2 separate regions of the Rattus norvegicus genome follow, and region 2 is linked to region 1. The links are chromatin contacts, called in public Hi-C maps. All regions are on one chromosome and are shown on one strand. The core of a region is the stretch at or near the end of the contact, and the rest is flanking DNA. Distances in the headings are between cores, read along the strand shown. Region 1 holds the start of Pacs2 (phosphofurin acidic cluster sorting protein 2). Region 2 holds the start of Tmem121 (transmembrane protein 121).

Region 1 (5,313 bases), core at 1,455-3,954:
GGAAACCCAGTTGAAATCTGTGGGCCTGTAGGACGGTGGCTACAACTTCTACTTCTTGCCATGGCCCGAGGTCTTTTCTGGAGCCCAACATTTAATTACTACCCACAAACCCAGCCTGCTGCTGAGAAGACAGCTTGTCCAGTCTTCACAGTGGTTTATGTGTGCTGACTCAGGACTAGAGGGCTCCGAAGGTCCCCCTCCTCGGGCCCTCTCCCCAGTCACCCCGGTTGTCCACAGAGGCTCGTCCTGAACTGAGTTCCCACTTTAAAGGAAAAGTTAGTGTAGGAAAAATGCTACAAATGTGGAAGTGTAATGTAGGTTGGATGTGTACAGGGCTTTGTATGTCTAGATGGGCAAATTATATCTTATCAATTGGATCAGAGGTTATTGTGTGGTGTGTCCTTTCATGTGGCGACTTAATTGAGTTCAAGAGAAGGTGCGGTGGCGGGACGCACCAAGCTTGCCATGGAATTGGGATCTGTATGCCTGGTGTGGTAACAACTCGACAAGGGAACTGTGAGTGAAAGCAAAGCAGTGTGGCAAGGTGCCACGCTGGAAGGGCTGGAGGACCACCCGGGTTAGAGAGTACCATGGGGGCCAGCATGGAGCTGCTGAGATAAATTAATGCTAGCTCCTATGGCCCACTGGAGCCGGAACTAGTGAGAGAGCGATCACCCCCCTCCCCCCGGCGTTTACGGGAACCGGTCGTGCCGCATTATTTTTTATTTACCACAACAAGGTAAAGAGTCACATCACACCTAGTTCATAGGATGATGCATTTTCCAGCTTTCAAGGAAGCTGTCTGGGAACCTACAGTCTTCAAAAAGGAGAATGGAGACAGCAGAATTTTCAAACACAGGGGTCAAAGATCCAAATAACAGTTTTGGTGAAACAGATTCAAAGTGCCACCTACTCACTCAGAAATCACTGGTCACCACGAACCTGTCCCCATGACCTACCTTAACAGAGACAGCCCCCCCCCCTCTCTCTCTCGCGCTCTCTCTCTCTCTCTCTCTCTCACACACACACACACACACACACACACACACACACACACACACACACCCCTACACCTTAGAAAGTGCAGAATGGTATCTCACTTTCCTCCCATTTAAAGTGAGAACCGGCAGACATATGTCACATTCATTGAGAGCTTACAATGGTGTCTAGTACAAGACGGCACAGCTCAACCAAGGCCACTGGTGCCAAGCCCCAGTGTGCTCAGCTTGGTCACTCTCATTTCCTCCCTTGACCCTAGCCGCAATGCCTGCCTGGCGCACACAGACACTACTCATCAGGCAGCCCATTCTTCTGCCTGCAAATGTACCCTCGGTCTGTCCCCAGCACTGTATGCCAACTGCTGAGGTCAGTGGATGCTTGTCCTTTGCTTCCAATCAAAGGCAGCCTGTCCACCAAGGCTGATGAAGCTCAGTGAACACAGCCTCCGGTTTCCTAGGTACAAGCCTCACCACTGGCCCCAATAGGGCTGCAGTGTCAGACAATATTCACTTCAGCTGGCCACAGACTGACAGACCCTCTGGACTTTGTTTTACCACCCCAACGAGTGAGGAACATGAGGAAAACACAGGTCCCCTTGTTCTCTTCAAAGCGGGTCTCTGGCTTTAAGCAGCTGCAGCTGTTTGCAGCTCCCATCCTGGAGTTATAGCAGGAGGCTGCCCCTGGCAGAGGAGCTCCAAATGTAGTTGGCAGGGGGTGGGGTGTCATAGCAGAGGAAGGACCACCCCCACCCACAGGGCCTTCCTGGGGTGCAGAAAGCAGGACCACTGGGAAAACCTGAAGGGCAAGGAGGGACAAGCCAAGTCAGATTGGTCTGAGTTAGAATTGTTTTAATAGACTTAATCGTAGGTAGTAAGACAGGGGACCTAGAGGGCGAAAGGCAATTGTGTAAAACTGTGGATACAAAGAAACAAGACATGCCAGAAAAGCTTTTTCCTAAATTTGTTGACTTTGACCAAAGACAGCCAAAAAGAGGGGGAGGGACATCTGCCTCTTTGAGTTTCTTCCTGAGCCCCAGAGCCTAGCCGGCCTTCCCAAGGCCGTGCCTGGAATCTCCTGCCTGTTGGGCCCTGCAGTCTGATCCGTCCATCTGCCCCTCCTATTGGCCCAAGTTCACTGGGAACAAGGCAGAATGCGCCCTGTACCAAATATTTGTTGTGATGGGTTTTGAGAAAAACTTCAAAATAACTAAGCACTGCTGAATGTAGGAGGAGGCTGCATGGGAGGAGGTTGCTGCAACTGGGCAGCTAGAGAGGACAGATGGTGGCTGAAACTCCTCAAGGGATAAGGGTGGGTGGGGCCTACAGAGTATGAGTGCGAGCCCGGAGGCCTTAGGGGCCGGTGCCGGGGCACACAGGATGGCAACGGGATAAGAGTCACCGGGTACAGGGGAATGTCCCTAGGCCTGCGGTCCGCCGCAGGGAGCGTAAGGGCTTGTAGACCTGGCCACTCCCGCAGCCATAGCGTCGCTCGCCTAAGTCCCTGAGAGGGCACAGCCTGTGCGCAGCCGCGCGCGCTCGCTCCCGCGGCTGGGCGCCGGAGACGCCCTGGGGCGCGCGCCTCACTTCCGGTAGGCAGTGATTGGGTGCGCCGCGCGAGCCCTGCCCTGTCGGCCAATAGGCGTTGTGGTGCGGTAGGGGGCGGGGCGCGGGCGCAGCCTGGACACCGCCCGCGGGCCTGCCGGACTCCCGCCGCCCGCCGGCGCCATGTGACCGCGCCGCCGCCCTCCGCGCGCCCGGCCCGCCCGCCCGCCGCGCTCCCGCGGCCCGGCGCAGCCCCAGGCCGCCGAGGGACGGCGGGGCCGGCGCCATGGCCGAGCGGGGCCGCCTCGGCCTGCCCGGCGCGCCCGGAGCGCTCAACACTCCGGTGCCCATGAACCTGTTTGCCACCTGGGAGGTGGACGGCTCCAGCCCCAGCTGCGTGCCCAGGTACGCCCCCGCGCTGCGCTTTGTCCGCGCGCACCTGCCCGCGAGCCGGGACCCCGAGCGCGCGCGGGCCACTGCAAGGCGAGGGCCGGGGCGGGGCAGCGGGCCTGTGGCTCTCCGGGCCAGTGTTCTGCCCCGCACCTTGACACCTGCGTCCGGGCTGGGCTGCGCAGCGGACCTCAGGCGGTCGAGCCCTCGGCTAGTGCCACAGCTCTCCTCCCGCGTGCAGCGGCACTGTCACACCCCAGAGGCCTGGGCCTGAGGCTCACGGGACACGCCACTGTCGCCTCTCCGTCTACCCTGCGGGTGAGGTCTGCTCTCTCTTCACCTGTCGGCCTTGCGTCGGGCGGGCGCTGTGGCAAGAGCTCCCGAGACCGTTGTACTCTTTGCTTGGAGCTGTTAATTTTGCCATTGCACAAGCCTGGCTTTTCTCCCCTGGGCAAGCGACCTTCTCCTCCTCGCCCCATGGAAAGGGTTAGACAAGATTTACTCACTGGGCGGACGCTGTGGCCACCCATCCCTGTGTGGACCTATGGCTTCCCATTCTACTGCCCAACTTGAAACTTTTGTGATTTCTTGACTTGGATCCTACTCAGGAGCTTCAGCTAGTGAAGGAAAAGAGGAACTCTAGATACCAGGCTGAGGGCGCTCCAGGCTTCCCTCTGGGGAGACAGGGAAAGTGGGCTTATCACCAAAGAGCCTTCCAGGCATAGAACTTGGACATGGTGTCCTGGAGGGGGCTCTGAGTAAAGAGATGCTAGGGAGGAGAGATACCTCTGTCACTGCAAGTGAACTTCCAGCAGGCCTCTGAGTGTGGTGTTGGGGTACAGAGGCCACTAGATAGTAGCTTCTCCCTTTCAGAATGCACAAGGCCCTCTAGGTCTGGCTGTGATTTTGGGAAGGGAAGGATGGATCTGAACACAATTCCTAGTCCGGTGGGGCATCTGGAGAACTGAGGCCCGAGGGTCAGTGTTTGCCTCAATGGGAGCATCTCCTGGCCCCCAGAGCTGGGCGGGGGATGGAGGAAGGATGTGTTATACCCTCACACTCTAATTCTGGCTCTCTACATCATGGCCCCGAGACCCCACTTCACACTGTCCCGTGTATTCCTTTAGCAGCCTCTGGGTTCCCTAAGAGAGAGCCCAGGGTCTTCCCTTTCCACCGTCTCTCTCCCTCTCTTACTCCCTCTCTCCCTCCCTCTTCTATCCCCCCTTTCCTTTAAGAACAAACAAACAAACAAACAAACCAGAATCTCATTATGTTGCTGAGGCTGTTCTTGAACTCCTGTGCTCTTGTGATCCACATCCCCAACACACATGAACTTCTTTTATAGTTAGAACTACAGACACAAGTACCTAAGACACACCCACCTAAGACTGAAGCATAAACCTAGTAAGGAAGGGGAAAGAGGCCGTTTCTTTTGTTTGTTTGTTTGTTTGTTTGTTTTTTCGGAGCTGGGGACCGAACCCAGGGCCTTGCGTTTCCTAGGCAAGCGCTCTACCACTGAGCTAAATCCCCAACCCCAAGAGGCCGTTTCTTAAAGGTGGAATGGCCTTGAATTTGTTTTGTAGCCCAGGGTGGCCTTGAACTCTCAGCCCTCCTGCCCCTGCCTCCAGTGTACAGGGATTATAGGCACGCTCAGTCATGCCTGCTCTGGCCTCTGTTCTTGTAGATCCTGGAAGACCCTCTTTCTACAGGAGAAGGTAGGGTCACGAGAGGCTGGTTGAGGGCAGGCTTGCACACAGGGAAAGATAACACTTCTGGGGTGAGCAGCAGCAGGTATCAGGGTGCTCTGGGCATTGGGTTGGACAGAGGGAAGAGGCTTTCTCTGGAGGGGTGAGGGCCTTGGTCAAGTGGAGCAGATGCTCTGTGTGAAAAAGCATGCAGTCTCAGGACAGTGCTGCCTGTTCTCTGACCTGTGTTCTTCCCTGCTCTGCTGCCAGAGGTGAGGCGCTCGCCCTCGTCTGGTCACTTGCTCTGTAGTGCTGTTCCTTGGGCACTGTCTGCAGACCGGATCAGGATTGTGTTCTCTGGTTCTTTTCAGTCTTCGCTGCTGGCTTTGGTCAGTCCTTTCCTGAGCTATGTCTGGGCTGGCGGCTGATGCACCATTGCAGCATGTGCTCCTCAGAATGGTAACACCTGAACTTCCGCTGAGGGGTGCTGTCAGGTTTTGCCTGATTACAAAATCTGCCGTTGCCACCTCAGAGACGGCCGTCATATGTATATCCCATGTGCATGCCCGTCTCTGAGGCAGGCAGGACCGCCTTGTCAAGCAGGAGGATTTAGGGGTGTGGGTGTGTGTTCTCTTAGTGTTACTATCCGGTTGCTTCCCAAAACAGTTGTGCCAGCTCCAACCCCAGCATCAGGGTGA
Region 2 (5,313 bases), core at 1,450-3,949, 170 kb after region 1:
AAGGCATTCAAACTATTGTTCTGAGGCAGTTTTTTTTTTATTCATTTATTATATAGAAGTACACTGTAGCTGTCTTCAGACACACCAGAAGAGGGCATCGGATCTCTTTACAGATGGTTGTGAGCCACCATGTGGTTGCTGGGATTTGAACTCAGGACCTCTGGAAGAGCAGTCAGTGCTCTTAACCGCTGAGCCATCTCTCCAGCCTGTTCTGAGGCAGTTTGATGCAGCCCAGACTGGCCCCAAACTCATCCCTGAGGATGGCCTTGAACTCCAGATCCTGATGCCCCCTCTTTCTAAGTACTGGGATTAAGGTGTGCACTACCACACCTGCCTTTGTCCACTCTTTTTCTTTTTTTTTTTCTTTTTTCATTTGATTTGAGCATGTGTTTTATTTTGTTGTTGGTTTTTGTTGTTGTTGTTGTTTTGTTTTGTTTCTGAGACAAGGTCTCACTATGTAGCCTTGGCTGGCTTGGAACTTGATATGTAGACCAGGCTGACCACAGACTCACAGAGATCCCCCTTCCTCTGCCTCTCAAGTACTGGGGTTAAAGGCGTGCATTAAGCCCTGTAGTCCCCCCCCTCCCGCCCCCCGTTAGCATAGTAAGTAGATCACACCATTTTTTTTTTCATATTCTGAGCCAGGCCTACATCCCCTGTCTGACCTATATTTGTTTGTTTCTGTATTGCTTGACTGTCTGCTTGTGTGTAGGTGAAAGTTTCAGTGTTAGTGTTGCTCTGCCATGGGCCCTGTTGATTTTCCTTCTCTTGGTTCTCTGAACGAAGCACGGTTTGTGACTATACCTTACACATTTCCAGGTTGTGCTCTGAGGCTGGCCAGCTGAATCCCACCCGGAGATCTGATGGAGAACAGTCTGGACCTACTTTGTGTGCGCTACCCTGGGTCAGTGTGACCATGTCAACCTCCTCTACACCGGGACGGCAGGTCTCTCTCTTATTAATCTTTTAGACAATCTTCGTCTTGAGCTCAAGTTACCCCCCACTACAGTCCCGAGAGCTGCAACTACAGGCGTGGCCACAGTGCTGTTCCCCGCTGCCCATTCTGTGTGGATGATACCTCAAAGCTTTCCGGGTGTAGTTGCTTCAGGTTTCTCACCGTGGCTGTAACAAACTGCTTGAAGTGACAGTTTGTGTGGTGCTGTAGGCCTAAGCCCTAGTAGGCTAGAATCAAGGCTGCTTCTTTTTGAGGCCCTGTAGAATCCATGCGCTGACTGAATCAGATTGTACAGAAGTCCATGCCCCTGACCCCTTCTTTCTGCTGGTCCCGCCCCCTCACCCTCTAGCCTTTCTCTCTTAAGCACTTTTATAACGGCTCTGGACCACCCACCCATATGGTTCCAGGGCGTCGTCTCCTTTTGTGGTCCTGACCATGAACAGAGCTGCAGGGTCCCTTTCCCCATGTTTGCCTGTAGGTTCAAGGATGCTGGCATGGGGGTATGGAGGCAAGCTGGTAGGTTTTAGGTGAGGGTTGGGTTAACCATGAGAAAGTAGGAGAATGAAGGAAGAAACAGGACAGGACTGACATGTGCCGCCCGTCCTTCTCTTCCCAGCCCCCTCCTCACTCTTGGTTGACTCTGCCAGTGGTGTTCTCCTCCCAGGATCTTTCATTGCTAGACGTGGGGCCTCTTCCTGGGTAATTGCCGCACTTCTGGGGAGAGTGGGTTGGTTGCAGCTCATGCTGTTTATTGCAGGCTATTCCATTCTCTTCTCTTCTGGTGATGGGCATCTTGGACCCCCCTCCCCCCCATCGGGAGGATAGTCCAGTATGGCCTGATAGTCCAGCTTCCCAGGCTCACCAGAACAGAATCCATCACTGACTCAGAGCTGGCCGCCAAGTGTACTCAGTGTCTTGTTCAGGCTGCTGACAGGAGCTGAGGAGACCCCAGCTGCATCCATTCAATTCCCTTCAGCTCCCTTGTCCTCAGTGCTTGGCAGAGGGAAACTGCAGCTCTGGGGAAGAACTGTAGCAATCCGTGAGGTTCCCTGTTGTCCTCCCGGCAGGGCTGCCCTGCTATTGGGGTGGCAGGTTGGGAATGGGTCGCTTAGTGAAGATAGGACCTGGAGAGAAGTCTCAACTTGGAGCCTTGTTAGTCCTCTTTGGTGCGCTCTCATCTGGCCCTTCTTGTACTGACTGAGAGTCTCACAGCTGCATTTTTTCCCACAGGGTACAAAACCCTAGTGCTAGGATCTAGGCCCTAGCATGTGTGTCCCTGCAGGCCACTGCTGAGGTCTGGCCAGGAGGTATAACTGCGGCTAGCGGGACACTTAGCCCCGCCCCTACGTCCGGCCACCTCCGCGGGTCCGGGTCCAGAGGTCTGCCTGAAGCAGGAAAGGAGAATCACTTTAGTGGCTGTCAGGGTCTGAGCTTGGAGAGCTACATACAGAGCCATTTCATGGTGTGAGGAGGACTGATGAGAACTCTTTGACGATTTTTTTTTTTCTGCGTGTGAAGCTAAGTGGACCGACCACGGGGTCTGGGGTGGATGCCAGGTTGTCTGGCACCTAGTGCCACCTGTCCTGAGCGCGCAGAGCTGTCGCCATGGCAACCCGTAATACGCCACAGCCTTAGGACCTGGGTCCTCTCTTGGCTGGGGTCCGGGCGTCCCGGGGGCGCGGGGCGGGGCCTCGGCCGGAGGCGGTGCCCGCGGCGGAGGGGCGGAGCGCAGCACGGAGCGCCTGGGCCCGGCGCGGAGGCTCGGCGGGGCCGGCCGGCGCGCTGCATCTGGCCGGCGGGGTAAGCGCGGGGTGCAAGCGGCGGGACAGCAGGAGACGGGTGGCTGAGCCGAGCGGGTCGGCGGAGCTGGGCGGTAGGTGGCGGTGGTAGCAGCAGCGGCAGCCGCAGCGACTGCCAGCGGGCCTGTACTGTTCCCGCCCCGAGGCTGCAGGCCGTGGGATGGGCAGGGGCAGCTGCATGGCGGCGGGTCCAGGCCCAGGCCCCACTGGGGAAACCTTTAGTGGGAAAAGACAAACTGAAACGCAACCTGCTGGGAGCCATTAGACCCTCCTCAACGGGGTTGAGGAGAGACCCTCCTTCGCTTCAGCCTCTCCTTTGGAAATGCCAAGAGGGTATCTTGCAAAACGTGAGGGAGAGGCAGGCATTTTAAGGCTTGGAGGCCCTGAATCTCGGTGTGAGGTTTGAATAGTGGGCAGGGTTGGTAGGGATGGGCATTTGGGCCTGGCGTGGGAGACCTAGGGCAGGTGGACCTGGGCTGGGTCTCTGGGAACATGGCTAGGGCAGTGTGTGGGGGAGGGGACGTAAGGCTTGGGTTCTGGCTTCCAGAAGGCCGGGCACTCCTTTCCTAGAGGTTGGGGTCTGTCCCACTACCAGTTGGCTCGTGACATTTGGCATTTGACAGAGACTGAGCAAGGGAGCGATGGTGTGCAGATAGATGATGGAAAGTGTTGGCTAACAGCAGGCTACTCGGCCTGGACAATTGCTAGGAGGAAGGAAATTCTCAGTGTTTGGCTGTAGCCAATGGAGTTCCAGGTGGGCAGGGATGGGTCCAGCCTGCGCGTCCTGGGAGAGGAGTACCTACCAGTGGGAATGAAAATGGGTGTACCTGACAGGCAGGAGTGTGTGCATCCTTGGAGCCCTGCTGTGGGCAGATAACTCCTAAATGCCTTATTGAAGCTCTGTGAGAACCCCAGGGGTGAATGAAGGGGGCAGAGGTGTCACCAGGAGCAGGTTGAATGCATCACTGTCATGAGTGACAATAAATTTTATGTCTTTGTCTAGACAGGACAGTAAACAGAGCCCTCGTGCCAGGTGCTTTGGAGGGGAGAGGAGAGGCCTTGATTGGAAGTGACTTTGGGCTGGGTGGTGTGAACAGGCTCAGATATCAGGACTCAGTCTGGCCATCACATCTGAGTTCCAGACATGACAACCAGTGCCAGGAACATAGGGAGAGACTAAATCTTGCCGATGGCTTTCCTGAGGTTGTCCCTGAAGGTGGAGGGAGCTTCAGCAGCTGAAGCCCGTGATCAGAGGAACAGAAAGTACAAGCATGCTGGGCCAGAGAGAGTGCATAGCAGGAGGTGTGGTCGGGAGGAAAACACTTCTCCAGGGCGATAGTTAGCGATGGTGGGTCAGGGAAGAGAAGCATCTGTTTTGCCTTAGCCTCAGGAAGGGGAGAGATTGACTTGTGGATCCAGGAAACGGGGATGCTGGTGGTGCAAGGCAGTCAGTCATAGGCACGAGGGACCCGTAGGATGGATATCTCAGGGTTTGAATGACTATCCATCTAGGATCGGGAAAACCTGCTCAGTCCCTATCCCCAGGGTGGGACCTGGCTCTTCAGTTCTCCTGGTGCGACTAGTACAGCGCAACACCAGGAGAAGATGTCCTGAACCTCCAAAGAAGCGGCCTAAAGCCGCCAGTCCGCGCATTGTGGTTCAGGCTGCCAGAGCTAGGCGAGACGGAGGTGTGGGTCCAGCCGCGACAAATCACCAGGGCATTTAGAATGCTGGTGGCGGCGGGGAGAAACCACTTCCGTTCCATTTCCTTCCAGGCGGTGGCGGGAATGAGATCGGTCCCTCAGGTGGGGCCGCAGCGCCCTCTGGAGGCCCAGTTCAGGGTCTCCAGGTCTCCAATGCAAGCAGCGGCGCGTGCGTGCGTCCAAGGAGGCCTCCCGCACCCGGCGTGGGGACAGCACCATGCGCAGGAAACAGCCAGGCTTGGGAAGGCTGCCGTGCCTACCAGTCCCGGCCTCGGTGCCACTCGACACCACAATCAGATTTGTTTTTGGTTTTTCCCAGGTTCCGAGCTCGCCGGCCGGGAGCGGCAGCGCTCTCCGGGCAAGTGGACAAGTCCCGCGCCCTGCTGCGCTGCGCCATGCCGGAGGGCTGAGCATCGGGGCCCGCTGCTCTTTGGGACACTGCAGGACCTCGTCCCGCTTTGCGTTGGGACTGCGCGCGCCAGGGCCGAGCCCGGGCCGCTGACCATGGTGCTGCCTCCTCCAGACCGGCGCCACGTGTGCCTGACCACGCTGGTGATCATGGGCAGTATGGCCGTCATGGACGCATACCTGGTGGAGCAAAACCAGGGCCCGCGCAAGATTGGCGTGTGCATAATTGTGTTGGTAGGCGATGTGTGCTTCCTGCTGGTGCTGCGCTATGTGGCCGTATGGGTGGGTGCCGAGGTTCGCACGGCCAAGCGTGGCTACGCTATGATCCTCTGGTTCCTCTATATCTTCGTGCTGGAGATCAAGCTCTATTTCATCTTTCAGAACTACAAGGCAGCGCGGCGCGGGGCGGCCGACCCAGTGGCTCGCAAGGCATTGACACTGCTGCTGT

Evidence for each region. Hi-C and Micro-C count contacts between places; a contact is called where the count stands out from the background.
Region 2: a contact with region 1 is called in a Hi-C map of liver, with 2.3 times the contacts expected there. The contact joins the promoter of Tmem121 here to the promoter of Pacs2 in region 1. A contact is called at or near these places in 2 of 12 Hi-C or Micro-C datasets (kidney and liver).

What each region holds. Positions count from the first base shown.
Region 1 is chr6:137,915,347-137,920,659 of GRCr8, forward strand. It overlaps Pacs2 (phosphofurin acidic cluster sorting protein 2), which reads left to right and starts at 2,705. Exons shown (of 24, transcript NM_001427329.1): 1 at 2,705-2,945. The coding sequence starts at 2,827.
Region 2 is chr6:138,080,540-138,085,852 of GRCr8, forward strand. Tmem121 (transmembrane protein 121) reads left to right here and starts at 2,700. Exons shown (of 2, transcript NM_001398696.1): 1 at 2,700-2,755; 2 at 4,777-5,313. The coding sequence starts at 4,962.